Linked DNA regions of Mus musculus: regions 1, 2, 3, 4, 5 and 7 are each linked to region 6. The links are chromatin contacts, called in public promoter capture Hi-C and targeted proximity ligation maps. All regions are on one chromosome and are shown on one strand. The core of a region is the stretch at or near the end of the contact, and the rest is flanking DNA. Distances in the headings are between cores, read along the strand shown.

Evidence for each region. Promoter capture Hi-C pulls out the DNA fragments that hold promoters and counts their contacts.
Region 1: a contact with region 6 is called in a promoter capture Hi-C map of embryonic stem cells, with 5 times the contacts expected there. A contact is called at or near these places in 6 of 39 promoter capture datasets (the 3T3-L1 cell line, the HPC-7 cell line, embryonic stem cells and 3 more) and 2 of 130 datasets of targeted methods (astrocytes and stem cell-derived neural progenitor cells).
Region 2: a contact with region 6 is called in a targeted proximity ligation map of astrocytes, with 5 times the contacts expected there. A contact is called at or near these places in 6 of 39 promoter capture datasets (the 3T3-L1 cell line, embryonic stem cells, hippocampal neurons and 3 more) and 1 of 130 datasets of targeted methods (astrocytes).
Region 3: a contact with region 6 is called in a promoter capture Hi-C map of liver, with 2.5 times the contacts expected there. A contact is called at or near these places in 4 of 39 promoter capture datasets (embryonic stem cells, hippocampal neurons and liver) and 1 of 130 datasets of targeted methods (astrocytes).
Region 4: a targeted proximity ligation map of astrocytes shows a contact between it and region 6, with 6 times the contacts expected there. A contact is called at or near these places in 3 of 39 promoter capture datasets (embryonic stem cells, hippocampal neurons and liver) and 1 of 130 datasets of targeted methods (astrocytes).
Region 5: a promoter capture Hi-C map of 3T3-L1-derived adipocytes shows a contact between it and region 6, with 4 times the contacts expected there. A contact is called at or near these places in 13 of 39 promoter capture datasets (the 3T3-L1 cell line, 3T3-L1-derived adipocytes, the C10 cell line and 9 more), 1 of 484 Hi-C or Micro-C datasets (the HPC-7 cell line) and 2 of 130 datasets of targeted methods (microglia and stem cell-derived neural progenitor cells).
Region 7: a promoter capture Hi-C map of embryonic stem cells shows a contact between it and region 6, with 4 times the contacts expected there. A contact is called at or near these places in 7 of 39 promoter capture datasets (the 3T3-L1 cell line, the C10 cell line, the HPC-7 cell line and 4 more) and 1 of 130 datasets of targeted methods (stem cell-derived neural progenitor cells).

Annotation. Positions count from the first base shown.
Region 1 is chr19:34,524,911-34,528,989 of GRCm38.p6, reverse strand. Lipa (lysosomal acid lipase A) reads left to right here and starts at 1,516. Exons shown (of 10, transcript NM_021460.3): 1 at 1,516-1,624.
Region 2 is chr19:34,547,813-34,552,071 of GRCm38.p6, reverse strand. Ifit2 (interferon-induced protein with tetratricopeptide repeats 2) reads right to left here and starts at 1,378. Exons shown (of 3, transcript NM_008332.3): 1 at 1,050-1,378.
Region 3 is chr19:34,289,144-34,293,169 of GRCm38.p6, reverse strand. Fas (Fas (TNF receptor superfamily member 6)) reads right to left here and starts at 2,511. Exons shown (of 9, transcript NM_007987.2): 1 at 2,426-2,511. The coding sequence starts at 2,455.
Region 4 is chr19:34,473,508-34,477,442 of GRCm38.p6, reverse strand. Ch25h (cholesterol 25-hydroxylase) reads left to right here and starts at 2,295. Exons shown (of 1, transcript NM_009890.2): 1 at 2,295-3,660. The coding sequence starts at 2,317. The coding sequence ends at 3,213.
Region 5 is chr19:34,638,698-34,642,766 of GRCm38.p6, reverse strand. Ifit1 (interferon-induced protein with tetratricopeptide repeats 1) reads right to left here and starts at 1,878. Exons shown (of 2, transcript NM_008331.3): 1 at 1,780-1,878. The coding sequence starts at 1,784. It also overlaps a transcript of Ifit1bl1 not described here and a transcript of Ifit1bl2 not described here.
Region 6 is chr19:36,082,155-36,086,415 of GRCm38.p6, reverse strand. Rpp30 (ribonuclease P/MRP 30 subunit) reads right to left here and starts at 2,700. Exons shown (of 11, transcript NM_019428.3): 1 at 2,598-2,700; 2 at 1,295-1,350. The coding sequence starts at 2,679.
Region 7 is chr19:34,744,594-34,748,621 of GRCm38.p6, reverse strand. Slc16a12 (solute carrier family 16 (monocarboxylic acid transporters), member 12) reads left to right here and starts at 1,294. Exons shown (of 7, transcript NM_172838.4): 1 at 1,294-1,556.

The DNA.
Region 1 (4,079 bases), core at 267-2,766, 1.6 Mb after region 6:
CAATGGTCTAAAGCCAGAAGTGGCTGGGTATGATTTTCCTCATCTGGGTGGAGGAATTTCTTGGCAGTATGGTCTATTTGCTCATTTTCACAGAATATGATGTGAATGTAGTTTTACCTGGATTGCATTTTGGGTGAGTTCTACCTCAGTGCCTTAAGGCAAAACAACCTTTCTAAACTCAGATTCTATCTGTGTGAAATGGAGATGCAGAGGTCTTGGATTGAGAGCCTATGGAGAGGACTTAGCATCACAATGTGGAGGATGCGCAGATTGTGGCTGGGCTTTGCTAGCCACAGTCATCCCTGGCACTTCAGGGTGCTCATTTGTTTTTATTTATAAAGTTCATGTGTTTTACGGCCTAGCCCTCTAAACTATAGGTTACAACCTCACATGGGGGTGTCACAAAAAATGTTGGTAACCCTAAAAGGTGCCTGGATGTGTAATTACCAAAAGTGGATTCAAAATCAAACATATCAGACTGTGACGTGTTTCAGGCCATATTTGCCTGTGTGATGCACATCACTGCTGTCTAGGTTCTGTACATGCAACGTGTGCACTTGTCCCCTGTGTGGCAGCAAGTACCACAGACTGCCTGCCTGAGATAGCCTTGTTCACATTAATGATGGTTACGAGGTGCAGTGTTTGTACTGCATGTAAAAAGTTTTCTGCTGTTATAGAAAGATAACAGTTAAGTTATAGAAAGCCAAGGCTTTTAATATTTTTCCCACTGTCTTTCCTCAGCATGTAAGTATAAAAGTAGCATTCCTTTGGATTCCATTGTGTTACAATGTTTGATTTTTAAAAGTTATTGTTTGGTTTCCTTGACCGAGTTTCATAAAAAGTCATAAACTGAAGTTTGACTTGAGATAGGACAAAACTTGAGCAATTTTTGCAATGTCTCTAAAAATACTTCAGACATTCTGTGCTATGTATTTATGGGCTGTACTGGTCTCATCGGCTACACCTCCAACAACAAAGTAGGAACCAATTCTGAGAACCGTTTTATGTTGCTGAATGTGCAGCAGTATTTTGTAAAAGTAAGCACATCTGTCTCACTAATACACCAATTTGTTTTTGTTTGCAGAAAATGGTAAATATACATATATATATACATATATATATACATATATGTGTATGTATATATGTAATACTAAAATAATTGTTTTAAAATGAATTTCTTTATAATTTATTGTTAAAAAATGCTTGATTTGTATACCTAGCTAGTGGAGTTTGAATGAGAATTTCTGAAGTAAAAGGAGGTCATGAGAGGAAAAAGTTTATAATGCTCTGCTAAGTGCTAGGTATACAGGATGCCCACCAGCTTTGAAGCAGGAGGAAGCTCTGGCTGGGCTTAGAGCAGGCCTGGGCTGGGCTGAATCTTTTGGGCGAACAGAAGGCGCATGCTCCTCTGAGTCCGCTTCCCCAGGGCTAGGCCGATGGCCAGGAGGGGTGGAGTCACCAGGGCACTTCCCGGTGGTGGACTGCCCTGATTGGCTGTGTGAAAGTCCTGGGCAGGGTGACGGCTCCGCCCTCCCACCAAGTAGGTGTAGGCACCAGGTTGGCCAAGCTCGCCTGCTTGTAGTGGGCACTGCTTCTGGAGGCTGAGGTTGGAGGACCACTCCCGGTGAGTGACTGCTTTGGGGCTGGCTTCGTGCAGCGGGCTCGGGAGCTGGTGTCCTGTGGATCGCCAGGGCTGGGAGAGGAGGCCCCACCAGGGTCTCTGGCCTCCAATTGCTCTGCTCCCGGGGCACGCTCTGTGTCGGGTACCTGAAGGTGGTTTGGGGGGCGGCGATTATGTGGGTATCAACAAGAAGTGGACTGTCCTTCCCTGGGCGCCCTCCCGCTTCCTGGGCAGGCGCGATCGACGATTAGGAACCCTGCCCAGATTTCTTGGACTGCTGGACAGGCAGAATGCCTGATTCTCAGTCCTCTTCATCCTTTCTTCCCGTTAGCTCTCCCACGACCTTACTCTTAGCTCTTACACGACTGCATGGCCAGCAGCAACCTTGGGAGTGGGTCCTGGTTAAAAACCCCGGCGATACTGCTGAATAATCAGCTAGTCCTTTGCTTCCAGTATTTGACTGGCGTGTTTACATTATCTTGGAAAATGAGCTTAGTTAGTACTGTTGAGTTGGTAGAGAAGCGTCAGACTGTAGGAGGCACTGCAACATCTGGGCATTGCCAATAGCTTAGGAATTATTGAAAAACTACCCCGGACCTTTATTTTCGTCTGTCTCTGAACTGCGGAGCTGTTCCTGCCCATTTTTTAAAAGCAACATTTGTACTATTTATGCAGGACTTGTCAGAGTCTTGAAGGTTCAAAGTTAAATCAGACTTCAGCTCTGCCCACCCCCACTTCCGTTCTCCAGTTGAAAGGAAGGCAGACAAATAATGAATTGGATTGTTGCAAAGCCATAAGTACTGTGGTAAAGATGTTCTAAACACCTAGACTAGCGCACTAAACCCAGCTCAGAGCCTTATCAGACAACCCCTTCTGTGAGAATTATTTGTCAAGTTCGTTGAGTAACGGTGCTGTGTTGGAAGGAAGTCTAATGGGTGACTTTCCATGTGAGTAGCTTCCCCAATCACCTCACGGTGTGAATGCCCTTCCCAGACTGTATCAGGTTCTGTAAAAACGGCTTCCACCAAAAAGAAAAGTGCTTATTTTAAGTTGCCTTGGGAACCTTTATTTATCGATCTACCGCCCCCACCCCCCCTTGCTTTTCAGACTGCTTTTATGTTCTCTAGTATTGAAGGACCTCTGGGACAGTGACCTGAAGTTAGAAAGGTAGCCTTAGACTGTGCTACATAAGACTATGCTGGCAATTAAAAGCATGTGTGGCCAGGACAAACTCCAGAGATTATTCTCTTCTGTCTGGAATGCTGGAAAAAATAACTTCAGGAGAAACTGCAATTTTCTGAGAGCCAATTTCCTATGAAATGTGGAATGCTTGGTTTAAGAGAGTCTTTATTTATTTATTTATTTATTTATTATTTTCAAACAACAGTATTGAGAAATCAACACTGACCAGCAGGACACATTGTAGGAATTTCTAAATTTTGACATGTACAAATACCAGGGAATTAATCTATTCAGAAGTCGGAGCAAACATACCACCCTGAAGAGTCCTTTGCATGCTCCTTGGGAGATTTCCCCTCTTGCCCTTCTTCTCCCCAGACGTCAATCTGTTTTCTCCCTGTATAAACTAGGTTACATTTTCTCCAAGTTTTATATACATTGGAACAATTCCTTCCTTCTCCTCTCTTTATTCCCATCCCTGACTTTTTTGATGTACAGAATTATTCTGAGATTTGTCCATATTGGGTGGTTCAATGGTGAAGTATGCATACATACAATTTGTCTAATTAGTCACTTATTTGGTTGGCTTTTCCCCTAGCTTTTGATCGTTATATTCAAAGCTGCTATAATTTAAGTACAAGTCTTTAGCAATATGTGCACCTGTCTTTTAAAGTGAGCACATCCATTTTTTAAAGGCTTGGATTACAGCCCCAACATTCATTCTGACCTTAGTCTGAGTGCTGTTAGAGACTTGTACCACCTCACTCTTAGCAGCCAAGTATTTTTGCCACACTGTAGTTTCCAGCCATCAAGGGGGGGGGGTGATCTTTGATGATAGTTGGAGAGTTTCTCTTTTCTTTCCCTTTATTTTCATTAACTTGAGTGACAGTTTTGAATGCTGACATATAATTTTGGGTAAGAACAAATTTTGGATCTAGTGGCAGGTAAGAGCTAACGTAGGCTGAATTTAAAAATATATCTAAATCTGATGCAGAGCGGAAAAGGTGGGAGAATGCTAGGGCTCTTCTCTTTTCTTCTAAGTTCCTCCACATGCTGCTTGTGTAGGGACAGTTTGTTTCTCTTTGTGAGGAGGTGGTACCTGAGTGTACAGGGCCTAGTGTGTTAGCTGGGGGAGGGGGGATGTCTGGAGGCCTCTTAATGAAAACAGATTGATGTCCCCGCCCCCACTCCCCTGCCAGAGACCGCTGGAGTCGTTTGGTTCATATCTGTCTCCACTCTGGCACTTTATTTATCCTAAACTTGGTTCAAGACTTTTAAA
Region 2 (4,259 bases), core at 129-2,628, 1.5 Mb after region 6:
GAAGCAAATAGCAAGCTGGCCTCCGGGTGGCAGTTTGTTAACCCTTGTTCTATGACCCTGTGTATTTTTCATGCTCAGAGTATCTTGATGGTCCTATCTCCTCCTGCATGGTCTTTTCAGCCACTGCCTTACTCTTTTGAATAGCACACTTCTCAGGGTGCCAACGTGTTCTAATTTTTCCTTCTGTTGTCTCGGAGTCTTTGTTAACATTTTACTGAAGTATAAGTGTGATTCAGGCGCATGGCCTCCTGAGCAGTTGCTGTCCTGATGCTATTTACACTGCTTGCTTTCAGCACTCCCAAATACTTTCCTCATGAGGACACAAATACCTCATTGTGCCTTCTTCATCTCTGAACTGCACCCTAATTTGAGATTCCCAGTCCCTACTTCTAACGTTTACCTCTCTTCTTCCTTTACCAACATTTAAATCCAGAAAATATTTTAGAAAGAAGAAAGAAAGAAAGAAAGAAAGAAAGAAAGAAAGAAAGAAAGAAAGAAGGAAGGAAGGAAGGAAGGAAGGAAGGAAGGAAGGAAGAAAGAAAGAAAGAAAGAAAGAAAGAAAGAAAGAAAGAAGAGAGAGAGAGAGAGAGAGAGAGAGAGAGAGAGAGAGAGAGAAGGGGGGCAGGGAGAGGGCGAGGGAGGGGGAGGGGGGGGAAGAAAGAAATTCATTGTGTCCACTCTATCTCCACAGAGAGGAATTCCTACATCAGCTGTCATTTTAAAACACCAAACCTGAGGAACACAGGGAGGTTGGGGAGGGGGAGAGACCATTACACAATAACATGTTAATAGACTTACAGAGTTGAGAGGTTGTGGGACATTAAAAAGGTTTCTGTAATTTCTGGTGCATTCCTTCTCAAATAAACAACCGGAAGTAAAAAAAAAAAAAAGCTGTTTTTGAAAGCCTTTGAGTGAGCTGAGGGTGGGTTCTGGATAAAAGAGTGACTAGATATATAGCTTAGGACCCAGAGTCCACCACGCGCCCCTAGTGGACAGCCCAGGAAAACAAAAGTTGCGTCCACCCACATTTAAGAGCGACGACCACCTACCTCTAAGTCTCATCTTGGTGCATCTTGCTGATGGGTAAAAAAGCATTAACTGCAGAAGGCCAGAACTTGCTTTTCGGCAGAATGGACGCTGGCGAAGGGTGCGTGGCCAATGACTCCTGACTGCCGGGTGCCGGATGTAACCCCTACCCACACTTGGTGCTTTGAGGGATCTACTACTAGACAGGGCTACTCATTAAAAATATCTTGCTTCACTCTCTTTCCTACATATTTGCAGCGTTAGTCGGGTGTGGCTGGAATACCTTAGTCCTTTGGGGGACTCCCCGCTGTTTCCTAAAGTGAGCTCCATCTCGCTGGGTCCCCACATCACTAAGGGCGGGAAACTGCACTCACCCAGGCAACCTGGCTCGACTACAGCTCCCAGGGAGCTTTGTTTTGGGGTGGTACTCCATCTTAGCGCTGCTTCCTCCCACTGTGTCCTGCTATTGTCGCCAGAGGGTGCCCTTCTCCGCCGCTTTTAGCTTTATTATCCCTAGATGCTAAATTTGAGAGTTTGCAGCAGAAATACTTCCGGAATTGGGAGAGAGACGGTTTTATCCATTCTTCCAGGAAGCTCCCATGAATTTTCCAGCCTCTGGGTCTTGGTGCTCCAGCCCAGCTCTAGCATAGAATTCTCCTTGCACAATGCAAGACCAGACAGGATCCTTTTCTGTCCTTTCCTATTTTTAATGTTTACTGATGTTGCTAACTGAAGCGGATTAATTCGCAGACTGTAATATTCTGGACAGCAGAGATAATACCTAGTTGATTCTTAGAGGATGGTTCACTCATTTCCAGTTTCCTAATAGTCCATCTTAGTGAGGGACATGATCCTGAATTGAATTCCTGGATTTAAATTGAAATTGAGACTCAACTGGCTTAGGGGAGATGACTTCAGGGGCTTATATCACTTGACTTTAAGCCCTAGGATCTGAGCTGGGATGGGATTTTAATCCCAGGGAAAGTAAAAATCGACTCCTGCAAGTGGTCCTCTGACCTCCGTGTGGCACCCTTGATAAATGGATGGATGGATGATAGATAGATAGATAGATAGATAGATATAGATCCAGATAGATGGATAGAATGAAAGATAATGACATTCAAAGTCCTTTAAAAGAAAGTGAGGTTCCAAGGCTAGGATGTAGCTCAGTGACAGAGCTCTTGCCCATGACACTGGCTTCTGTCCCTAGGACTGAAAGGAGATAGGGGATGGGGAAAGGAAGAGTTTTAGCAGTGAACTGTCATTCTAAGGATCCATCATACCCCTCCCTGTTGCCTGGTGGTTAAACACTTCGGTCTTGTCAATTTAGTTTCTCTTCTAAATTGAGTCCCCCCCCCTCCCCCTCCCCCTCCCCCTCCCTCTCCTCCTCCTTCTCTTCACAGGCGATGAGACATTTTAATCTAATAGTGGTACTTAACACTACACAGGGAGTCACAGCTCCCAGAGGATCCCTAAAGGCCAAAGGAAGATCCAGAAATATCTAGAGTTGCTGGTCCCCTGCCTGTGGGAACAGGGGTCAGAAGGTGGCAAAGCAGGGGCCTTCCTGTCACTCATAGATCCAGTCCTGTGCACAACTCTTGAAGTCCACCAGCTCCTTGGGCTGAAACCACAAGCTGGGCTCTCTACAGAACCATTCTTACCAACTTGGATGCAAAAGTCTCCTCGGATGGTCACAGGCTTAGAGTGAGTGGGGTTGGTCTCTGTTAGCATCACCGAGACTGTCTTCACAACATTCAGTCCCTCCCAGACCACAGCACACATGACCAACGGTGAGTGTACCTTCATTACCATCAGGCCTGGTGGGCTCCAGCGGGAGCTTGTGGGAGAGATCATCAATCAATTTGAACAGAAGGGATTCCTCCTGTTGGTATGAAATTTGTGCGGGCTTTGGAGAACCTTCTCAAAGAGCGCAGCGTTGACTCGAAGGACCAGGACCGTCATTTCTTTGTAGGATATTTCTACAGGACCCCTTTCCTGGCAGGCAAACACAATGCTGCTCGTCTTATAAGTACAATTGTATTTATTGTCCCACTCTGACCCCCAAGCCATTCTTTATGGTTTTAAGAGAGGAATGTAATCACCGTACTGTGGGGAGAGATTCAGCTTCTTGTCAAGGGTTCTTAAAAAGCTTTTCCCAGCCGGGCTTGGTGGCACACGCCTTTAATCCCAGCACTCGGGAGGCAGAGGAAGGCAGATTTCTGAGTTCGAGGCCAGCCTGGTCTACAAAGTGAGTGCCAGGACAGCCAGGGCTACACAGAGAAACCCTGTCTCGAAAAACAAAAGCAAACAAACAAACAAAAACAAAAACAAAACAAAACAAAAAAAGCAAAAAAGCTTTTTCCTTGCTAGACTGTGTGACTCATAGGGAGATAGTTTAACGTGAGTGATCTAAGAAGACTCTCACTGAGTCAAGAGGGGCGGGAACTAGTAGGGATATAAGGCTAATGAGAGCAGAAGTAATAACATAAGAAGATAGGTCAGAGGAAAGTCTAAATGAAACTGAGGGCAGTGAAATATGGGGAGAATATGTTCAAAGTACAGTGATTCGTTCATGAAAATCGCCTTATGTCGCCCTGTATAATCCTTTTTAATTAAAATAAATTTACTCAGTAGAGAATATATAGCAATATATAAAGCAAGAAGAAAAAAAATCCAAAGTCAAGACAAAAATAAAAGCACACGAGAGTGAGAATGACCAGCCTTGGAACAAGGTCAATCAGATGCATAACTAGAGGCCAAGAAGTAAAAGATGAGGCCAGGGTATGTAGCTCAGTGGTTAGGAGCTAGGGTGGCTCTTCCTGAGGAGCTGCTTTCAATTCTCAGTTCCCACAAGGTGGCTTCACTTCCAGGGACTCTGGCGCCCTCTTCTGGCCTCTGTGGGTACAAAGCGCTCATATGAATCACAGACATAACATATTGGCAAAACGCATACACAGAATAATAATTTAAGGCCGGGTGTGGTGGCGCCCACCTTTAATACCAGCACTTGGGAGGCAGAGGCAGGCGGATTTCTGAGTTTGAGGCCAGCCTGGCCTACAGAGTGAGTTCCAGGACAGCCAGGGCTATACAGAGAAACCCTGTCTCAAAAAACCAAATAAATAAATAAACAAATAAACAAACAAACAAACAAATAAAAGGCGAAATCAGGTGAGATTAGATAATGAGTGACCCCCCAAACTTCTAAAATATATCAAAGTAGGAGATTCAAGCCA
Region 3 (4,026 bases), core at 1,262-3,761, 1.8 Mb after region 6:
TACAGAAGTCATGCTGGTTTATCAGACAGCTTCTCTCTCCCTACTGGGACCCCATTACATGAAAGAGATGCCTATCCTTTGTGATTTTGGACATTTCTCTCTGACAAGTGTCTTGGCCCACTTGGGGACACCCTGACCACTTGCGGATGTCCAGAATTGAAATTCTTGTCACCAAGAGACTTGCTGATTTCCTCTCTCACCCTGTTCTCCCTCCCATGTTCTGAGCTCCACCCTGGAGCTTGCTCTGTCTCGCTTGTCCATTTCCTCTCTCTGCTTCCAGCTGCCTCCTTAGGTCTGTCTCTCAGGTAGCTCCCTCCTGAAGCTTACTGTGTCTCTAAGGCTGTCTAACTGCTTGTCTCTCTTCTCCTTCCCCTAGGAGATGCTTGCTTGTATCTATCCCTCTTGGTGTCTCACTGGAACCTGCTCTTTGAGACCTGCAGGTACATCAGGCATTTCTGTATGCACCCCTGGGCCTCTAAGAGATTAGATTCCTCTCTCTGATGGTGTTTCCCTAAGCCTCTTCCACTCCCCATGACTGTGCTTCTAAAGGATGTCTCCCTGCCTGCTCTCTCTCTCTCTCTCTCTCTCTCTCTCTCTCTCTCTCTCTCTCTCAGTTTGCTCTTAGAGCTTGCTCCTATCTCTAACCATGGGCTCTTCCCATTCAGAATATTCCTCACCTGCAGGCTGTCCCTTCTAGGGGAAGAACAATATGGATCTAGGGTAGGGATGGAGGTCAGTAAATCAGGTTGTGGAAAAGAATCGCTAGGAAAAAAAAACCCTTCAAGATGACATGTTTGTACATGCCCTGCCAAGCAAACAGTCTCTGCACCATGTTGTCAGATTATCTGGTTTGCTTGTATTAAGGATTTGACTAAATGTGCCTCCTCTGATCCATTGGAAAGTCATTTCCCTTACCTCTGGCAGATGGGACATAGGAGACTACCTGTAGTGCCTATTAACCAGCACATCAAAGCACATACTTGGACCACAAGTGCCTGTTGCACATTTCAAAGTGCATGCTAGCATCCTAGTCCTGCTCACTGCCACCCCTACTCAAGCTCCCTCCAGCTCCTGGGCTTCCCATCCACTAGCGACTCATTTAACCTAAAAACCTGCTCTGCTCTTCTCACTCTGTTCTCTCACCTCGGCGCCTGCTTCTCTCGCTCGGTTTTCTCTATTCTCTAGCCTCTGCTCCATCTCTCTCTCTCTCTCTCTCTCTCTCTCTCTCTCTCTCTCTCTCTCTCTCTCTCTCTCTCAGATAGCCCTGGTCGAGTCTGCTGGCCATGTTCAGTTTACTTCTTTCTCTCTATGTTCTGGGCTCTTCCAGATGCCTCTGGCCATTTTCTCTTTTATATCCACAATAAAAACCTTTCTCTTAACCATACCATGGGGCAGTAGTGTGTGTGTGTGTGTGTGTGTGTGTGTGTGTGTGTGTATGTACATGCCCCTTGGAGTTAGATCTCAACTGAAGCCCGGCACTGTCATTTGCTAGCTGTGTGACCTCTGTTAAATGCTTAAGCTCTCGGAACCTCTTTTAACCTTGTAAAAGTAAGGAGAGGTTGTCTTCCTCCCTTCTACCACTGCTGTGAAAACCGATTTGAGATCCTTGTGCCCGGCAAATTTTTAGGGACCTGATAAAGCAATCTTTCTAAATTCAGAACTGGATTGAACCTCGGAGGGTCGAATCCCTCGGACTGGCATTTATTAACAGGCATTTCTGAAGAGACCGAATGCTGGAGAGTTCTTACTTCTGTGCCTGCAGCAGACAAGGAGGAGCTGGGACTCAGAGCCCTAGGGTTACTGGGACAAATCTGCTGTGAGAGTGCCAGCAGAAAGAGGGTAACAGAAGAAACAGTACAAACAATATAAAAATATCCACCAGTTCAGCCATCCACAATTTGACAGCTCAATTCCCGGAAGGGAAGGTTTTTTTTGTTTCCCGTGTTGTTACAGGAGAGTAAACAAATCTTCGCAGACAAAGTTACTTTGAGAAATTTTATGATCTAATGCTTGGCTTGTAAATACAGCCCAGAGTAACTCACTTCCCGGTTGAGCGAACTGTCAGAAGTGTCAAATGCCAGGGAGCCTCGGAGCGAACTTTTCTAGTGCCCTAAAGTGGCACTAGAAAAGTGTCTGGGCAAGTCTATAAGCCAGAGTCCCTCTCCAGCCATACTAAAGCGATCGATCCAAGAGCTGGCCAGCACCAAGCTCTGACCGTCGCCCCCGCCCCCCGCCCCGACCCAAACTTTTTCCAGAAAAACGCTGGACTTGGGCTTCAGCCCTGAGCACTTAGCCAAGAGCGAAAGCAGCTCCCCTGCGTTTCTAAACATCTGGACCGGTGGCACCCAATGCCAGCCACATCTGGAATCTCATGTGGTGGTCCCCAGTATGCAGCGTCCCACATCCCAGGCGTCCCAAAGCTTACCAGAGGCAGGACAGCCCAGATCCACAGCATGTCTGCAGCAAGGGAAAACAGCGGGCGGCCTGTGTGGGCAGCCTGCGGCCCCACCCACCAGCTCTAGACTGCCTGTGGGTATGTACTTTGCCTAGGCCCGCCCCCTGGCACGCACAAACCGCTTCGCTCCTATTCAGGTCTTCCCAGAAATCGCTTTGAACACGTGTATGTCACTTTTTTTCTTTTGAGGGACCAAACACAATCTTCGTAAAGCCCCAAGGGTTGCGAGAAAGTTCTGCTGGTCTCCCGGGGAAACCCACTGACTCACCACTGCACAGGCGGCCTGAGCGGGGTGGGGGTGGGGGGCGGGGGAGGAGGGGGCCCAAGCAGGGCTTGATTGCATAAATGGGCATTCCCCATCCTGGGCGCTTCCACAGTCACACCCTCAGGTCAAGTGAGATTTTTTTTTCTGCCTGCTGCTCACCCTGGAAGGAATTCTGAACTCTGTATTGAATTGGACTTTGGCTGATTGCTGGAGACAAAGACCATTTTGCCTTCACTTTCAATATTTTGTCAGTGACAGGTCTGCTGGGGCTTCTGGGGCCTCTGAATGGTAATTACCACAGAGGAGGTACACACCCTAGGATTCTGATGAGGGAGGTCCCTCCACAGAGCTCATATATGATACATGAAGTGACAATCACCACAGCAGAGGTAGAGATAATAGGCTTTGGGATCCTGATGAGGGGAATGTCCCTGGCTTCGTTTCCCAAATGGAGAATGAAGGTAAATGACTATGACAAATAACACAGCAGTTAACTCAGGGACCAAGCCAGAATCTTTAGAACCACGGGGGTTAGATATAGAGTAAGGGACTAGGGGAGGGGACAGAAAGATCTTATTAAGGAAGAGGAATAAAATAGGTAGTTATGATGGGAAGATCAAGTGGGGGAGGGGAAAGGAAGACGATGAATGGGAATACAGGGAGAGACAGCTAAAATTAAAGGGCATTTGAGAGGTATGGAAACCTAGCAGAGTCTTCCTAAAGTATAAGCATACATGAAGGTGATCTATAGCCAAATAATGGGGGGAGACAGAGCCACAAGTGAACATCTCTTGTCATCAAATGAAGTTTTCCTTTCCTGGATGGGGTTGCATCTAATTGAATCGTTGGCCAAAAAGAGTTGCATGGGAGTCCCCAAACAATGCAGCCTGTTGCCAAGACTATAGATTGCTCCCCACAAACTGAGACCCACACAACTCATTGAATATAGAGAAGTTGAGAGCAAGAAGAAAGTGCCTACATAGAGCCTTCATCCCTACATGCCAACATCTTTGGTACTGGAAGATATTCTGCATGCTACTAAAGGAGAAAGGTAAACCTCACCTCTACCCCAAAGCCTTTGATCTATGATGGTGTCCTGCTAGAGAGATGAGCTAGTGCATATAGTGGCACAAAGTTTGTGGGAGCAACCCATCAATACTGGATTTGACTTTAGCCCCACTCCACAAGATAGAACATAAACCTGACGCTACCCAAGAACCTGAGACTAGATAGCCCAGGGACCTAGGGAAAAAAACAAATATGTATGTTATAAAAACAAACAAACAACACATACATTATAATAAAA
Region 4 (3,935 bases), core at 1,046-3,545, 1.6 Mb after region 6:
GTTCTTTTTCAAATGGCTGTTACCACGAGTCATCTTGTGCACCTGACAGAACTATGCTTTTCCTGATAAGAGCATAGGGGACTTGATGGCAGACCAACACTTCATGGTAGCTGTATCCTGACACTACCCACCATGAATGAGCTGTCCTTTCAGAAGTATGCCTTTGCAATGGGAATCACTGCTTAATGGCTGGGCATGAGTCAGCCAGCTTTCTCCTTTAGCATGGGAATCAGAGACTAATGGCTGGTCGGTCCTAGTGAGTAAACGTTTATATTACAGCATCCTAAACGTCCCTCATCTCTAGCAGGTCTGGTTAGCAGACTATCTTTGGGGTATTTTGAAGGCAGCAAGCACGCCTTTAGCTAAATTCCACTTGAGTGACTTCGTGTTTCCTATACAAATCCCTTTTCATGCCCATTCTAGCTCTTTGGTGTAGTCTTGTACATCAATAGGATGTGGAGTCCTTTAGTTTATGGCCAGGAGTGCATAGCTGGGCTATATGCTAGTTTTATTTTGAGACAACCCCACGCTGGTTTCCATAATGGCTGTAATGAGTCTTATAAAATTGTTTTTATTTTTATTTTTTTCTGAGGCTGCTATACAGTTCACAGCTACAGTTTAGAGGCCCTAGAGAATGAATGAAGAGCGTGCACCTCCTCTAACAGTGATAACTCTGGAACATCTACCAAATGGGAAGAGCCTGAATCATGAACTTACCTATTGTGTATGTATGTTTTCTCTCTATAAAATGAACCTGTTTATTATAACACACACACACACACACACACACACACACACACACACACACACCCTGGGTATATGTTGGACCCATTTATTGTACCATATTTTTACCATATGTGTTTGTTTTTTATATCCTTTTATCTTTTCTTCATGTTAAAAAAAACCTTAACTATTTGCATTTAATTCCAAATATCTTAGTGGTTACCTGTGAAATACAAAGTTAAAGTGATTGTGTGCCTTATTTCCTTTGGTATGTGCTGAGGCCTTAGATAGAGAGCTGTGAAGCCACAGTTATGGGGTACTTCCTGACAAATGTGGGAGCCAGTTCTTGATGAGTGTGAATCACAAGTAACAGTCTTGTGCAGGCAAAAGTTACAGTCCATCCCCTCCCCCTCCCCCCCCCCAGGGGGGACTGGCAGCAGGCTCCTAGAGCTACAATCCCTGTTTTCTTTGGAAAATAACACAAGAAACACAAGCTTGTATAAGACTATGTTAGCTTCCAGCAGAGAAAAGCAGCTGTAAAGACACAAATTCAAGAAGGAAACCCTGGGAGAATGGCCCCTGGCTTTCCTCTGGGATCTTCTGTGCCGTGTATCCGCTACCCGGGGCTGATTTCTGTGCTCCACTCTCTAGGGCACTCTCCTTGGATATAGTACTGACCTCCTGTGCTCAGTCCCTGGACGATCAGTCCCAGTGTCTGAAAGGGTATCCAGGAGTTGAGGAGTAGGGAACAACTGAGGGTTGGTAAAAGTCGGAGCCTGAGGGACCTCTAAGGAAATGGCAGGGGAGATGAGACATGTTCCGGGAGGCTATGAGATTGCTCAGATCTTCTTCTCCACTGGCCTTTGCGGTTTGGCCCAATCGAGTGAGCCTTTACGGGTGTTAAGCCTCCGTTCTCCAACCCAGAGCAAAGGCTGGCAGTGCTGCCCTCTTGACCGCTGTCTTGCAGGATCTGATCTCTGCTCTTGACACCGCGGGCTTTAAGGGCACCAGAGCGGGAGAGTCGTCCGCGCCAAAAGGCTGCGAGCCTGACTGCTCTTTTTTGGAGGATGCCAGGTTCCCTCTCCTACAGGACTCAATCCCTGTCTGCAACGGACCCAGTACCAGCACTGTGGCGTGAGGTACGCACACTCAGAGTCCCCCAAGGTGTAGAATAAGTCTTTAAACAGTCAAAAACAGATATTTTAAAACCCAGGGAATTCTGCTTTGGTTGAGAAACAGCGCCTTCTGAGAGCGAAGAACTCATTAGTTTTTAGCGGTGATGGCGGGTGAACTGTCCCAAGGCAGAATCGCTCTCTCCTGTGTCATTAGTACATCAGCTGAAAGGCAAGCAAACAGTTCTTTACGTCTGGGAAAGGGCTTTAAGGGCCGCTGCTTGCGTGAAGGGGAGATTTGATGCAGCTATAAACCAGGACATAGACAGGAACAAAATTCGGGTTATTTAAGCAAAATTCTTTAGCAGGGAAAGGGAGGTGGGAAGGAGACGGAAGGGTGACGTCACTGGGGGGAGTGGCCACAGTCTTAAGAAAAGTCGGCGGGGCTGGGGAGACCACAATTGTGGGACATAGTCTCAGCATGGGCTGCTACAACGGTTCGGAGCTCCAAGACCTGGGCTGTTCCAGCCAGCTGCTCCTGCAGCCCCTCTGGGACACCATAAGGACAAGGGAGGCGTTCACGCGCTCACCCATCTTCCCAGTCACCTTTTCTATCATCACTTACGTGGGCTTCTGCCTACCGTTCGTGGTGCTGGACGTCCTGTATCCCTGGGTCCCCATCCTGCGACGCTACAAGATCCACCCGGACTTCTCGCCTTCCGTAAAGCAGCTTCTGCCTTGCCTGGGGCTGACACTCTACCAGCACCTGGTGTTCGTGTTCCCGGTGACGCTGCTGCACTGGGTGCGCAGCCCGGCGCTCCTCCCCCAGGAGGCCCCTGAGCTCGTCCAGCTCCTAAGTCACGTCCTGATCTGCCTGCTGCTCTTCGACACCGAGATCTTCGCGTGGCACCTGCTGCACCATAAGGTGCCCTGGCTGTACCGCACCTTCCACAAGGTGCATCACCAGAACTCGTCCTCCTTCGCGCTGGCGACCCAATACATGAGCTTCTGGGAGCTGCTTTCGCTGACCTTCTTCGACGTGCTGAACGTCGCGGTGCTTCGGTGTCACCCACTCACCATCTTTACCTTTCACGTGATTAACATCTGGCTGTCGGTGGAGGACCACTCGGGCTATGACTTCCCGTGGTCCACTCACAGACTTGTGCCCTTTGGCTGGTACGGGGGCGTGGCTCACCACGACATGCATCACTCTCAGTTTAACTGCAATTTTGCTCCTTACTTCACACACTGGGACAAAATGCTGGGCACTCTGCGGTCCGCGCCCCTGCCAGAGAGCCTTTGCGCCTGCGGTGAGCGCTGCGTGAACTCCAGAGAGCGATGCGCTGTACACTTGATCCAGAAGAAGAAACAGACTTGAGTTACTTTATTAGAAGTTTGTAACTTTTAAAGTGATGCACACTGCTATAAAATCTAATGTTGTTTCTGCAGCCTGACAAAGTAATTTATATAATGTTTCTATGTGAATTTAATTGTGGTCTTGGTGTTAAATTTCAACTTATCCCAGTGTCATTGACTCCAGGACACAAGGTAGACATTCAGCGTGGTGTATTTGAATCATTATGATCTCTGAAATGATTTGTTTCTAGAACCAAGACTTTCCTATGTATGAAATCGCACTGGAACTGGGCTCTAACCTCACATGTTGAGAGAAGACCTGATTTCTGACTCTTTAAATAATCAAATTTGTTCCTGCTGGGCAGTGACCAAGGTTATAGTATATTTTTTCTACTTTTGAATGAAATGATATATTTATATTGAAAAAAGTTTTATTTGTATTTTAAAAATAAAAAGAACATGAACTAAACAAGCATTAGCTCCTGGTGGGCCTGATGAATTAAAAAAAAAACTAAAAAGGAAGTGTGTGTGTGTGTGTGTGTGTGTGTGTGTGTGTGTGTGTGTGTGTGTCTGTGGCTTCTCAGTGTTCTTTGAAGCATCTACCAGTCTTGCCATGGCAAGAGCAATTTGGTGTCAGGTATTGGGCAGGGGGGCTAGGGAGTAACTTTGGGAAGAAGGCTAGGGGCTAGCTGACTGCTTATTCACACTGCTTTTTGTCTGGTTTTGACATAAGAAGCACGTGAA
Region 5 (4,069 bases), core at 629-3,128, 1.4 Mb after region 6:
CTTTGAATTGAGTTTCAGTGTAATTATACCTCATGATACCTCCGTGTACACAGAGGATTGTATTACACCAGGAAACATTTTGCTATATTTTATTGTGCTGAAATATATTTACAACAAACAGTGCCAGGTTAGATTCTAGAAGTTTGAACCGACATTGGCTAAATTATATTCAACCAGATTTCCTTCTTACTTCATAGAGACCATTGCTCTGTTGGCCACAGCATTCTCAGAGACCCCATCATCTGTCTTTCCCTATTTCTGTGTCTGTGTCTGTGTCTGTGTCTGTCTCTCTCTCTCTCACTCTCTCTCTCATAACCAAATTCATAGTTACTCCTTCTTTTCCAGAGCACTTTAAGATGCTGGACAAGCTTCTGTAGGAATAGATTAATCCTGACCCAGGGGCATCAGATTCAATCTGGCTTTACTTTGCTTTCCCTGGCTACAGCATCCCACAGTTGGAATTAGAGATTGTACCTGCACCTTATGGGAAATAAAGATTTTGTCAGGACAGCTCAGAGGACTCTGAAAACTGGACAGCAGTAGCCCAGGAAGGTCTGCCTTGACTGGGAGGCTCACAAGGATCCTTCTGGGCTCTCTGTCTTGAGGTGGAGGTACATGCACCTATGCATAGCATCTGCTCTACCTTACCAAACTTCTTCTTACCTTCTGGACCAATTGACTTCAGAAGGGCAATAGGAGTAGGGGGCCCACAGGCTCAAGGGATCAGAGGTGACCTGATTCCCTAGGTCTCAGAGGTAGGCAGGAGAGCCTTTTTTCTTGTTAGTTATATGCTCTATTCCTCTGAACAGTTGCAAAACACAGATGTTCCATATCTCCATACTCAGGCTCAGGGTGTGATGTAGTGCCCCATGCACCATCTATTAAATCTGGAACCACTGGTTGGTGGTACTGTATCAATCACATTATCTTCCTGGTGATGTGTGGGGCCCTTGACTCAGGTATAGAACTTTTACCCACCATACCCTAAGCCTCAGTTGTGTGCCCACCGAGTCTCTGGGTCTCTACTTGCTCTACCTTATCAAACTTCCTGACATGGCTTTATATAACATATATTCATATATATTTATTCATATATATTTAGTTTCTTGGCCAAAAGGTTTTAATACCTCTTGTCAGAGAGAATAGAATTGACACATTTTTGTTTCTTAATCCTGGGGGGGGGGGGGGCGCGGGGAGGGAGGGAGGGAGAGAGGGAGGGAGGGAGAGAGAGAGAGAGAGAGAGAGGTGTTGCCCTGGCTATTTGTTTAGCCAGCCAGGGATGGGAATGAATGCGCCTGGAACAGAAAGCTTGAACAGCATTTCAAGAGGTCCATTGAGGGATAGGCTGGAAGATTCTGAGGACATGCTGGAACATTCTAAGGACTATGTCCTCAGAAGATCAGAAGGAGCATACTCTAACCTGCTGCTCACTTTTGGAGCACCAAGTGGGCACTGGTGGTCCTTTATTCCATTCCAGAGGGCCTGTTTGGTAATCATCTTTGTTTGTGAGCCGAGCATGCACTAAATTCTCTCCCAGGTACGTCCTACTACATGCTGTGAGACAGCCTTAAAAATCAAAACAAGCTTCCAGTCACACATCCAGCACCAGGCACACAGCTTAGTGGGGGCATTAAGCAAACTCCCTGGACCCTCAGGACAATTAGCATCCTTGTTCCCCATCAGCAGTAGAAAGAGAAGCTAGAGGCACACTCAGAAACAGCCACTAGCAAACGTCTGTGTCCTGGGTTCCCTCAGAGTGGAGAACAGGGAAATCCTTACCCCATGGTTGCTGTAAAGGTGGTAGCTGTTCTCTGGGTTTTCAGCAGAGCAGAACTCCTCAGAAACCTGCCTTGACTCTCTGCTCTCTTGCAGACTGTCACACCAACTGGAAGCTCAGGTTTTTTTTAAAGGGCTGGGTGAGCTAGGGGGTGTGCTCTTTTCAGTCAGCAGTGAGAAACTGAAACTGAGACTGGAAAGTGAAACTGAAGCCTGCAGTTTATCCAGGGAGACGCACTGTGGGGCACTGTGGGGTTTGCCCTACTGCATTCTCCACTGAAATCGATGAGGAGAAGGCTCTGAAACGGATACAGACATGTCGGATCCAGACTGCTGTCCAGAGAGAGAGAGTGAGACATCCCTGCCACCCAGAGACTCTTATCTGTTAGGTAGGGGCTGATGGAGGTGATACAGATAAAATGGAAAGCAGACTGGCATCTTCAGAAGCAGTGTTGTTCTTTCTTCCAAGCAACTGAAGGTCTGCAGTTCCTCCTTGGAAGTGAGACTTTCCCATGTGGCACTAGGGGGTCTTAGGATGGCAAAGGGAAAGTTTGGGACTGGAAGAGTGAGTTCTCATGCATTGTGGAAGTGGAAGAAGATACTAGCTGGTTTGTTGTGTGTCTATCCTTAGCATCTTCCACAGATGTCATTATTCACCTGCATTGACTGGTCCATAGCTTCCCAGCCTATCCGAAGCCTTAGGAATACAGTCTTTATAAACCAGGACAGTTTCCCATTGCCCAGAGAGCTGTAGAGCCATGCTTTGTGTTAACTTCTCCTGAGGTGACTCTAAAGGGTTCTTTCCACCAATCATAGTCATGTTAACAAGAACCAAACATGGAATCCCTAAAGGGTGATGGTTATTCAGAGCCTTGATGCTATCCCACTAATAGCAAGGCTACTAGATGGGTCAGTGGTTAAGAGCACTCACTGCTCTTCTAGAGGTCTTGAGTTCAGTTCCCAGCAACCACATGGTGGCTCACAAGTATCTGTAATAGGATTAAATGCCCTCTTCTGGTGTGTCTGAAGACAACTACAGTGTGTTCATACACGTAAAATAAATACCATTTTAAGGGCTAATAGCAATCTAGGGAACTACAGACAGTGGGGCTCACACTGTTTCAGGTTGAGGTCAAATACTTTAGTCTGTTGTCTTGGTTAACCTGTAATCTCAGCCTTTATTGCTGTCTAGTTCCTTATCCTGACCTTTGATGTCTAGGTCCTCAAATTCAGCTCATCCTTCTCACCTCCATATATTAAAAATATTGAAAGAAGTTAAACATCTAATCCCATCTCCTTGATATAGTGCTAGCCTCTCCTGAGAGTTATCTTTGACCAGGTAGGTACAGCCCTAACCCCCCCCCCCCATCAGCTGACACCAAGACAGGAGTTGGCCCTCTGGTCACTTTCTCCAGTAAAGTTTAATTTTAGAGAACCTAGAGTTATGTGTCAGTCAGATAACTAGGTATATGTTAGAGAGTTAAAGTGTTTGCTATCAAGCCTGACTCCTGGGTTCAGTCCCCTGACTCCGTGCTGGCAGAGAAGAACTAAATCTAGAGTGTTCTAACATGACTTCACACGAATGTCATAACACCACCCCCACAGACACACTAACAAAAACACAGTTACACACATACACACTCACCCATACACATACCGGCTACACACTTCACTGAAATATAATATTAAAACACTTAAAAATGGACAGGGTTGAAAGGATTGTGTTAATAAGGCTCTTAACTCAAAATTGCCTTTTTCTCTTTTGTTTTTCATTTTTTCTTTCTTTTTGTTTGTTTGTTTGCTTGTTTGTTTGTTTTACATTCTGACTGCTGCCCAGTTCCACCATCACACCCTCCATGGCTATTCCTTCTTCCCTGTCTCCTCTGACAAGGGAAGGCCCCTATGTCCCATGGGTACTACCACCCACCCCCACCCCCAGCCCATCAAGTTGCAGCAGGACTCAGAGCTTCCTCTCCCACAGAGGCCAGACAAGGCAGCCCAGCTAGCAAAAAGAGACTGAAAGGGAGTAACAAAGGTAGAGACAGCCCTCGCTCCAACTTTTAGGGGACCCACATGAAGATCATGTGGCACATCTGCTACAAATGTGTATGGGGCCTAGGTCCAGCCCCTGCATGCTCATTGGTTGGTGGTTCTGTCTCTGTGAGCTCCCATGGACCCAGGTTAGTTGACCGTCTTCTTCTTCTTCTTCTTCTTCTTCTTCTTCTTCTTCTTCTTCTTCTTCTTCTTCTTCTTCTTCTTCTTCTTCCTTCTCCTTCTCCTTCTCCTTCTCCTT
Region 6 (4,261 bases), core at 1,451-3,950:
AGTGAGTTCCAGGACAGCCAGGGCTACACAGAGAAACCCTATTAGGAAAAAACAAAACAACCCTCAAAACCAAAAGCAAATCTTAAAGACAGAAATGACACACATATAGTTGTTTGCCTAAAAAGAAATATACATATTGACAGTCTATCAAGGAGAGAAATCAGTCAATGAGTTCATGAGACCATGGCACAGTAAACAAGATGACATGCTTTCAGTTCATTTAATGGCAATGTACTTTTAAACATCTTTGAAAGTAACTTAGTTAATATAAACGCAACATTAGGAATCCTTATACTACATTAGAATTTTTCACAAACAAAACAAAAATCATTTGTATATGTTCAATTGCTAAAGTAAATAAACACAGGGGTTTTTTTATATCTAATTTTTTAATTAGGTATTTTCTTCATTTACATTTCAAATGCTATCCCAAAAGTCCCCCATACCCTACCCTCCCCCACTCCCCTACCCACCCACTCCCACTTCTTGGCCCTGGCGTTCCCCTGTACTGAGGCATATAAAGTTTGCAAGACCAAGGGGCCTCTCTTTCCAATGATGGCCAACTAGGCCATCTTCTGCTACATATGCAGCTAGAGACACGAGCCCTGGGGGTACTGGTTAGTTCATATTGTTGTTCCACCTATAGGGTTGCAGAACCCTTTAGCTCCTTGGTACTTTCTCTAGTTCCTCCATTGGGGGCCCTGAAACACAGGGTTTTTAAGAAATATAGTTGAGGGTTGAGGATACAGCTCAGTTGGTACATGCCTTCTAAAATCCCTAAGGCCTTCCCTATGAGCCTGTAATCTCAGCACTGGGAAGGCAGAGGCAGGAGGCCATCATCCTTGGCCAGAGTGAGACATATAAGACCTTGCCGCAAAAGAGAAACATGCTTAGGATGAAGGATCCTTGAATGACCACAGAAACACATCTCTGTCTATTTCTATGATGGTGTTTCCACCCTGAACGGGAGCTGTGCTACTTCACGGGTTGGGAGCCTGAGCGAATTAACTAAAGAAGGAGGTGAGCGAAGCCCCAACATTTGTCTCTTTCTGCTTCATGACTGAGGAGAAGCTGTGACCAGCCACTTCACGCTCCTACTGCCATGATGGACTATACCGTCAGAGGATAAGCAAAATAAACTCCTCCTTCCTTAAGTTGCTTTGCAGGTATGTGGTCATAGCAACAAGAACAGTTAACTAGTACACTTGTCTCTAGATCCATATTCCCAACACAGACACAAGGATTTATAAACACTTGTATTTAGCAACCAGTTACATGAGAAATTCTACTTTACCCGTTTCTTTTCCTTAAAGTCAACAATGTGATTGATGGCAACAACTGAGTATCCCACTGAAAAGAAAAATAGATCATTTAAAAAATATACTTTCTTGTTCACAATGATCATATTGATAAGAGATTCAAGAGTCTGGCATGACAATAGGGATGTAGCTAAGTGTCAGGATGCTTGCTAGGCATACACAGAGTCCTGGATTCAATTCCGAGACCTGGAAAATAAGGGGGTGGGGTAGGAGGCAGATCCTGAGCCCTACTGTTTATTGTGACTTAAGGTGAAGTTTCAGGTTCTTCACCTGTCCCATGATGTTAACAGCAGACAGGACTTTCAAGTGTCATGAAAATGAAGTGAAACAGCACCAGTATTTTAGAAGAGTGCACATATTTAGCTGCCACATTTAGAAGCCAGGCACATATTTAGGCTGTGGTTCATATTAACACAATGCTAAAGACTCAAGTTTTATGTCTTTCTGTCACCTTTGTTATCATTTCTTTCTTCTGCGATCCCCCTCACATTTGCTCCCTTTCCTACGGAGCAATGGAGTGATGACTCCCTCACATCTCTTTTGAGGTACTCTACAATAACAGACGAGGGACACTACAGGCTTGTCTTACCATCACAACAGACAAGTGCCCTGTCCCCAATACATTTAAATCACGACTCTTGTCTTTAAGTTGCCTAAAATACTGACAGGATAATAGTGTATTAATATTAAAAGAATAATGCATGGTAATGATAAAATAGCGGCCCTTCGTCTTCCCAGTCAGCCCAATAACGCCCTACTTTCCTTCCTCTCGAAGGGATTTGAGAATCTATTATTTGGCAGGCCCTATGCCAGGTGAGAGCTCACATGATCAACGTTCATCCTTAAGGCACTTGAGATGCTCGAGAGAAATAAGGTAACGCCCTTCCCATTCTCTAAGCTCCCACAGCAGTTCCTGCCCGAGACCCAGCTTTCTGTATTTGACAGATGCCGTGTGACTCAAAAGGGGCTGATACCAAAAGCACTGGCTGAGGGGACCAGTCCCTGTTCCTATCATTCATCAGCTCGCAGGCTCCATGCCAATGCCTCGACCCCTTAGGCCTCCGTTCTCTCCCTCTGCACGAATGACTGGGCAAACACAAACAACAACAGCTTTGTCAAGAGCCCGAGTTTCTCACCCAGGGGATCCGGGTGATACTGCAGCTATTCTCTGCCTTTAGGGACGTCAGGCAGATCACACGAGAGACCGGAATGGGGCCTGAAAAAACTACCAAACAAAGCTGGATGGTGTGGGGGACAGAGCCAAGCCAGTAGACTCACGGTGAGCAGCAGTCTCCACGAGTCCGCGCAGAGCCTTCAGGTCTGAGCCCGCTCTTAAATCCAAATCTGCGAACGCCGCCATGCTGACATCCCAGGAGCACCCGCGCGCCAGTCTGCGCAGCCGCCGTGTTGTCCCTCAGGCATGCTGGGAGTTTTAGGTTGTTCCTTGAGCTTTCTGGGATTTGTAGTTTTTCTTTCTCAGTCGTCTTGGGTCGTCTTGCAGAGACTTTCCTATTCCCTAGAATCCAGCCAAAGTTAGTGTGTTGGGACCTATAGCCTTACTTATTCATAATTTGAATGGGAATGTTTTGGTACTCTCTGATGGGGCTCAAATCTCCCATGCTCCTACCATACAGCAATGCAAAGTGACTCATTTTAAAGGCACCCATAGAGCATACCGATGTCAAGCAGACATTTCTAAGGTCTTGAAGCCTGTTTAAAGCTCTGGGGAGCCGGGCGTGGTGATACACGCCTTTAATCCCAGACCCGGGAAGGCAGAGAGAACTCTGAGTTTGAGGCCAACCTTCTTTATACCGAGAGTACCAGGCCAGTCTGAAATACAGAGTCTCAAAAGTAGTTAAACTAACAAATAAATGAAGATACATGGGAAGTTATTTTTCTTTCCTATTTCCACAGTACATTCCATTCTTTGAAAGTGGCCTTTTTGAAGTATTTGGTCTGTGGCTAAGATTATCTAAACTCTTTGGGCTAAGACAATCCGTTACAGACTACAACCACAAGATGGCAGAGTGCTCTCAAAGCTGATGGTTTAGCGCCAACACATCCTTTAGCCAGAGGACTGACTGGGAGGGGCAAAAATGAAAACATGTCTTACAATGTTTTTCATGAGAAACATACACATATCATTTGATGTTTCTACTTTTAAATGACCCTTTTAAAAATGAACTCTTTAATATTGACAGATCAATTATTCAACAACATAGAACACGATTTTTAATCTACTTGATGTAGAGGGCCAGTCCTTTACCCCTCTCCATTCAGTCTTTAGTTGCCTAGCATGCGAACCCTTCTGCGCATTACTAATAAGCAGCTCCAGCCTCGTGCAACTCAATAGGACTTCTGAACTGCTGGTCTCTCAAATAAGAAAAGTCCACTTCTCATGAGCTTGTCCGTTGGGATTATACCAAAGTGATGGAAATGTTTAGAAGCATTTTCAATTTCTGTACTAATCACAAAGAATATGGAGTCTTCTCCATCTGACCACACTACTGTAATGATCACTAATTTCCTACAAATTTCTGAAAGATGATGATGATGGCGGTGGTGGTGGTGGAGAGGAGGAGGAAGAGAAGGAGGAGAAAGAGGTGGAGGAGGCAGTAGCAGAGGTGGTATTATTAGTAGCCCAGGGTGGACTTAAATCCACAATCATCTTGCCTCAGTATCCTTGGTTTTGGGATTACAGCTGAGCACTGCCACACCTATGTTTGGTTAATTTTCATAAATGATTGTTTCCAATACTTGATATTTTCCAAGAACAAAACAACAACAAAATAATGTCTGCAACCAGACCAAGGCCGTACAAAACAAACCCCTTGCTTTCATCAGAATGTCTAGTTCTAACTTTTATAGTAGTAGAGAGATGTCTTCATACAGGATCACAAAATCTAGATTGGTCAGTCGAGTAGCCATTGTGTAGTGGACCT
Region 7 (4,028 bases), core at 45-2,544, 1.3 Mb after region 6:
AGAGGTCCCAGTTTTTATAGGCCCTCAGGGGAGAAAGGAGAAGGGGGGGGGGAGTAGGGGATTTCCAGATCTAAACAATGTCTATTCTCAAGAAATGGGTATGGGAGGGGTACAAGGAAAGAGTCTGGTGCAGGTGTAGCAACTCAGGATTGGCCGGGCTGTGGTTGCTGGGGAGATTTTCTGACTCTTTCTCAGCAAGCAATATCACAAACACCTGGCAATGGGCTTCATCAGTGGGCACACACTTGGGTTCAATGAACAGTCAAAACATTGGCAGACACACAGGTTCAAGGAGTGGCCAGAGCATTGTGCACCTCTATTTTTCTAAATCAGTGAAGCTAGTTCTGCTAACACTGACATCTATCTTGCCAATTCCAGGGCTTCTGTGTCCTTTTACATTCTGTCAGGATCTTTCAGGACCACATGGTATCACATGTTCTTCAAACACACAACCTTCGTGCCCAACAACAACAAATCCAAAGTACAATATTGCCTACTATTGACCAGTGGGTTCCCGTTCCTCTCAATTTTTCCTGAAAGCTTAATTTCTTTTCTAACTTTGCCGTTCGTCATAATCAGCCAGGACTTTTGTTGAAAAGAAGACATTTAGAGGTTGGCATTTCTAACCAGTTCCTAGCTTGCGTCCGTCTGAAGGACCATTCTGAATTGCGATAACTTCTATGAGCTTGAGTCTGACCTCGTCAGTTCAGAGACTTTGCTTTTGCCTAAAAGGATACCTGAGGGGATGGCTAGCCTGGAACCTGCAGCACACAGTGCCTCCTGGAGGGCGGGGCAAACACCATTTACCCCCCCCCCCCCAGCCCCAAACACACACACTGTTAATGAGCCTGTTAATGAACCTGTTAATGAACCCATTTTCTCCTCTCAGCAAGAGAGAGAAGCAAATGTTCTTTTATTTTATAGAGAAACTGAGACTCAGAGTTAAGTTGACTGCCCAAAGTCATGGGGCTTTGTGGGGCGAGTTGAACTCAAGTCTTTAGGACTGACTGATCTGTGTAATGGTCTGACCAGGGTCCCGGTCCTTGCAAGATGCACGTGCAGGAGACTTTGTACAGCTTCTACTCTTTGACCATGCAGGGACATATCTTTTTGAGAACACCCAGCCTTCTTTAGTGTAGGTCCCAGCTACACAAGACTGTTACAGAGAGAGCCCTGCAGTCCCCAGTGAGCTGGCTCACGACTCGCGGGCCTAAGCATTACATAACCTGGAGGCGCCCCTCCTCCCCGCGCCCCTCACCCGTGGTCAAGCCCCCAGCGCAGAGCGGATCCGGGGACAAAGCCCGTCCGCCGGCAGGGCAGAGTCACCCTCGGGGCTGCGGTGACTGAGAGCTTTGCTTCTCCGGGGCGGGGCGGTGGGATCTCCCTAGTGACAGTGTCCGGCGGGCGCTGCCTGCGGGCCCCGGCCCCTACGGCGCCTCCGCCCTGTGCGCTCCTCCGCCCCTCAGCCGGGACCGGACTCCAGAGCCGTGGGAAGGGGCCGCCGCGAAGGGGACATGTGGGCTCGCCGTCGCCAGCGTTGCAGCTGTCCCCGCGAGGTGAGCACCCGTGGGTCCCGGGATGTGGGCGGGCGGAGACCGGACAGAGGACAGCGGAGCGCACGCCGGAATCGGCGCTGTCCCGGTGCGGAAAGCTTTGCTTCTGTCCTTAAGGTTTCCCAACTCCGTAGAAACAGGTGGCTAGGAATCGAGATAGGGCAGCAGAGCTGGACCTAGACCTCGGGAAGGACGCAGGCGCTCCATTCTACATCTATCCCGGAGCTCAGCTGTGTCTAGATCCTAAGTCTGGCCACTTGTTGGGTTTAGAATGGAAGCACGTGCCCACTTGTCCTGTGTTCTGGAGTGTCTGGCTGGGTTTCCAGGCAGGTGGCTGCAGAGAGTGGCTTTGATCTGTGTCCTGTGATTTCCAGATGCGCATTTCCCAGGCAAGACAGACCGCCTTTCCCCCTGGGTTGTCCGGTGTTCTTGCTTTTTAACCCTCTCCTACCCACCAACCGTTTATTATCCTTAGGTGATCTCTTTAGAGCACACCGGCCTTCCCGTTTGGAATGAATTAAACTTAATTTCTCCAGTCGCTCCTTACCCTAAAGCAGCCAGCCCTGTATGTTTGGTGCAAACTGGTGATTCAGTGTTCTGGGCCACTCGCTTGCATTTTGTCTGGCCGCTGTTCTTCCCAGCTTTGCTGAGAGCTATGTGGGCATTCCAGCGTCTCTGCTAAACCTAGCCCAGAAGGAAAAAAATCTTCGGGCTTGCCAAGTTCAGGAAGACCCTGTGGCTACGGGTATTTGAGCTCACTAGCTGTTGAAATCTGCAGCTGCTGGCTGTGTAATTTCTCCCCCCCACCCCCACCCCCACCCCCAAGTCACACTAAACTACAGCTAATGGTGTGCTAGCCACCCGTGATGCCTGGCTTATGACTGTAGAAAGTGTGAGCTTTGGATACTGAGAGACTGGACACAATCACGTATTACTTACAGGATCTTAGAATTGAAATGAGTTTTAGAGAATCTATTAGATTCAAACCCTTCAGTTGAATAGCTTGGGAAGCTCAGAGCCATGTCTGCAAGGTTTGTTAAAACTTATATCTTTAAGTGTAGTTGGGACCAATATTGAAATCCAGGCTTTCTCCCTGTCGTCCTGGTCAGTGTTTAGGGTATTTTGCCTCTATGCATTTTAACAACAACCCCGGCACCATATGACTAGACCGGCCCAAGCATATAATTTTCTCATCCTTGTAATTACTCATCTGCTTTTAACCTGAGAGAGTTCTGAACTAGATGAGAGGTCGATTCAGTCAAACTGCCTTTGTTGTGTAAGTGTTAAAAGTTAAGAACACTTTAAACCTGGGATGATGGTACATGGCTGTAATTCCAGCACATCAGAGACGGGAGGCAGAGGACTCTTGGGAGTTCAAGATCAGCCTGAGCTACATAGTGACTGTCAGGCTAGTGAAGGCTACATAGGAAGACTCTATCTCAAAAAAAAAAAAAAAAAAATGGAGGGAAGAAAGGATGACAGGAAGAAAAGAAGGCACACATGGAGAGAAAGCAGGAAGGAAGCGAAGAAGGAGCCTCATGTTTAGGCAATGTTTAAAATTCTTCCCATATGAAGATGAATATGTGGATACTTCCCAAATAAACTCCCAGGAAAAGCAAGGATAAGTTGGAATAAGGTTCCTCTAGTGGCTCTGGAGTCCAGATTCTGTGCTTCTTCTGGTGATAAATGGCTAGTAATGAAGACATGATCTGAGTGATTTGCAATGCTGAGCTGTTGCAAGAAGCGTGGTCCGGAGGTTCGTCATGAGTAACTCGGTGATCTGGAACAGAAGTCACGGCTTAGATTTTAAAACTGTAGGCTGATTTAGCTAATACCACTGCAGCATATTGCATGCTTCTTCAACTTAATTCGATGTAATAGGTATTTATTGAGTGCCCACTGTATGCTCAGTGCTGTTTTGAGAATTGGGTAGGTGTCAGTGAACAAAATGAAGGACTTTGGCTCTGAAGAGCTCAACTTGAAGTTCATTAATCGAAAACTTCCCTGGAATTCTGTTAGCCAGGTGGAAGAGAATTTCAGTTTTACGTTAAGCAGGGAAACAAATGTGAATGTTCTGTCTTCAGATCCGGTCAACTTGCTGAACTTATAATCATGGGAAACGAACAACTCTCACAGTTGCTTTGATGTTCATGAACTGACTTGGGCTACACCGTCATGTGCCTTATTGGTAAACCTGTCACCATGGTAATTTTTCTCTTTGAATTACAGACATTCCAGATTTAACATTCTCTCAGCTGCATTTTCTTCAAAAAGCACAGTTTGCAAGCTCAGGCATGTCTGTAGTTGTTAATAGTGACTTATCGAAATGATCTAAATGAACTTGACAGGTTTTTGGTCATATAAAGCCACACCAAAAAATAAAAAAAAAAGTCAGTGCAGTGTTTGGGTTGTTTTTGCATTCTTCACTTAATCCTTAGGTTTTTTTGTTTGTTTTGTTTTGTTTTGTTTTTTGTT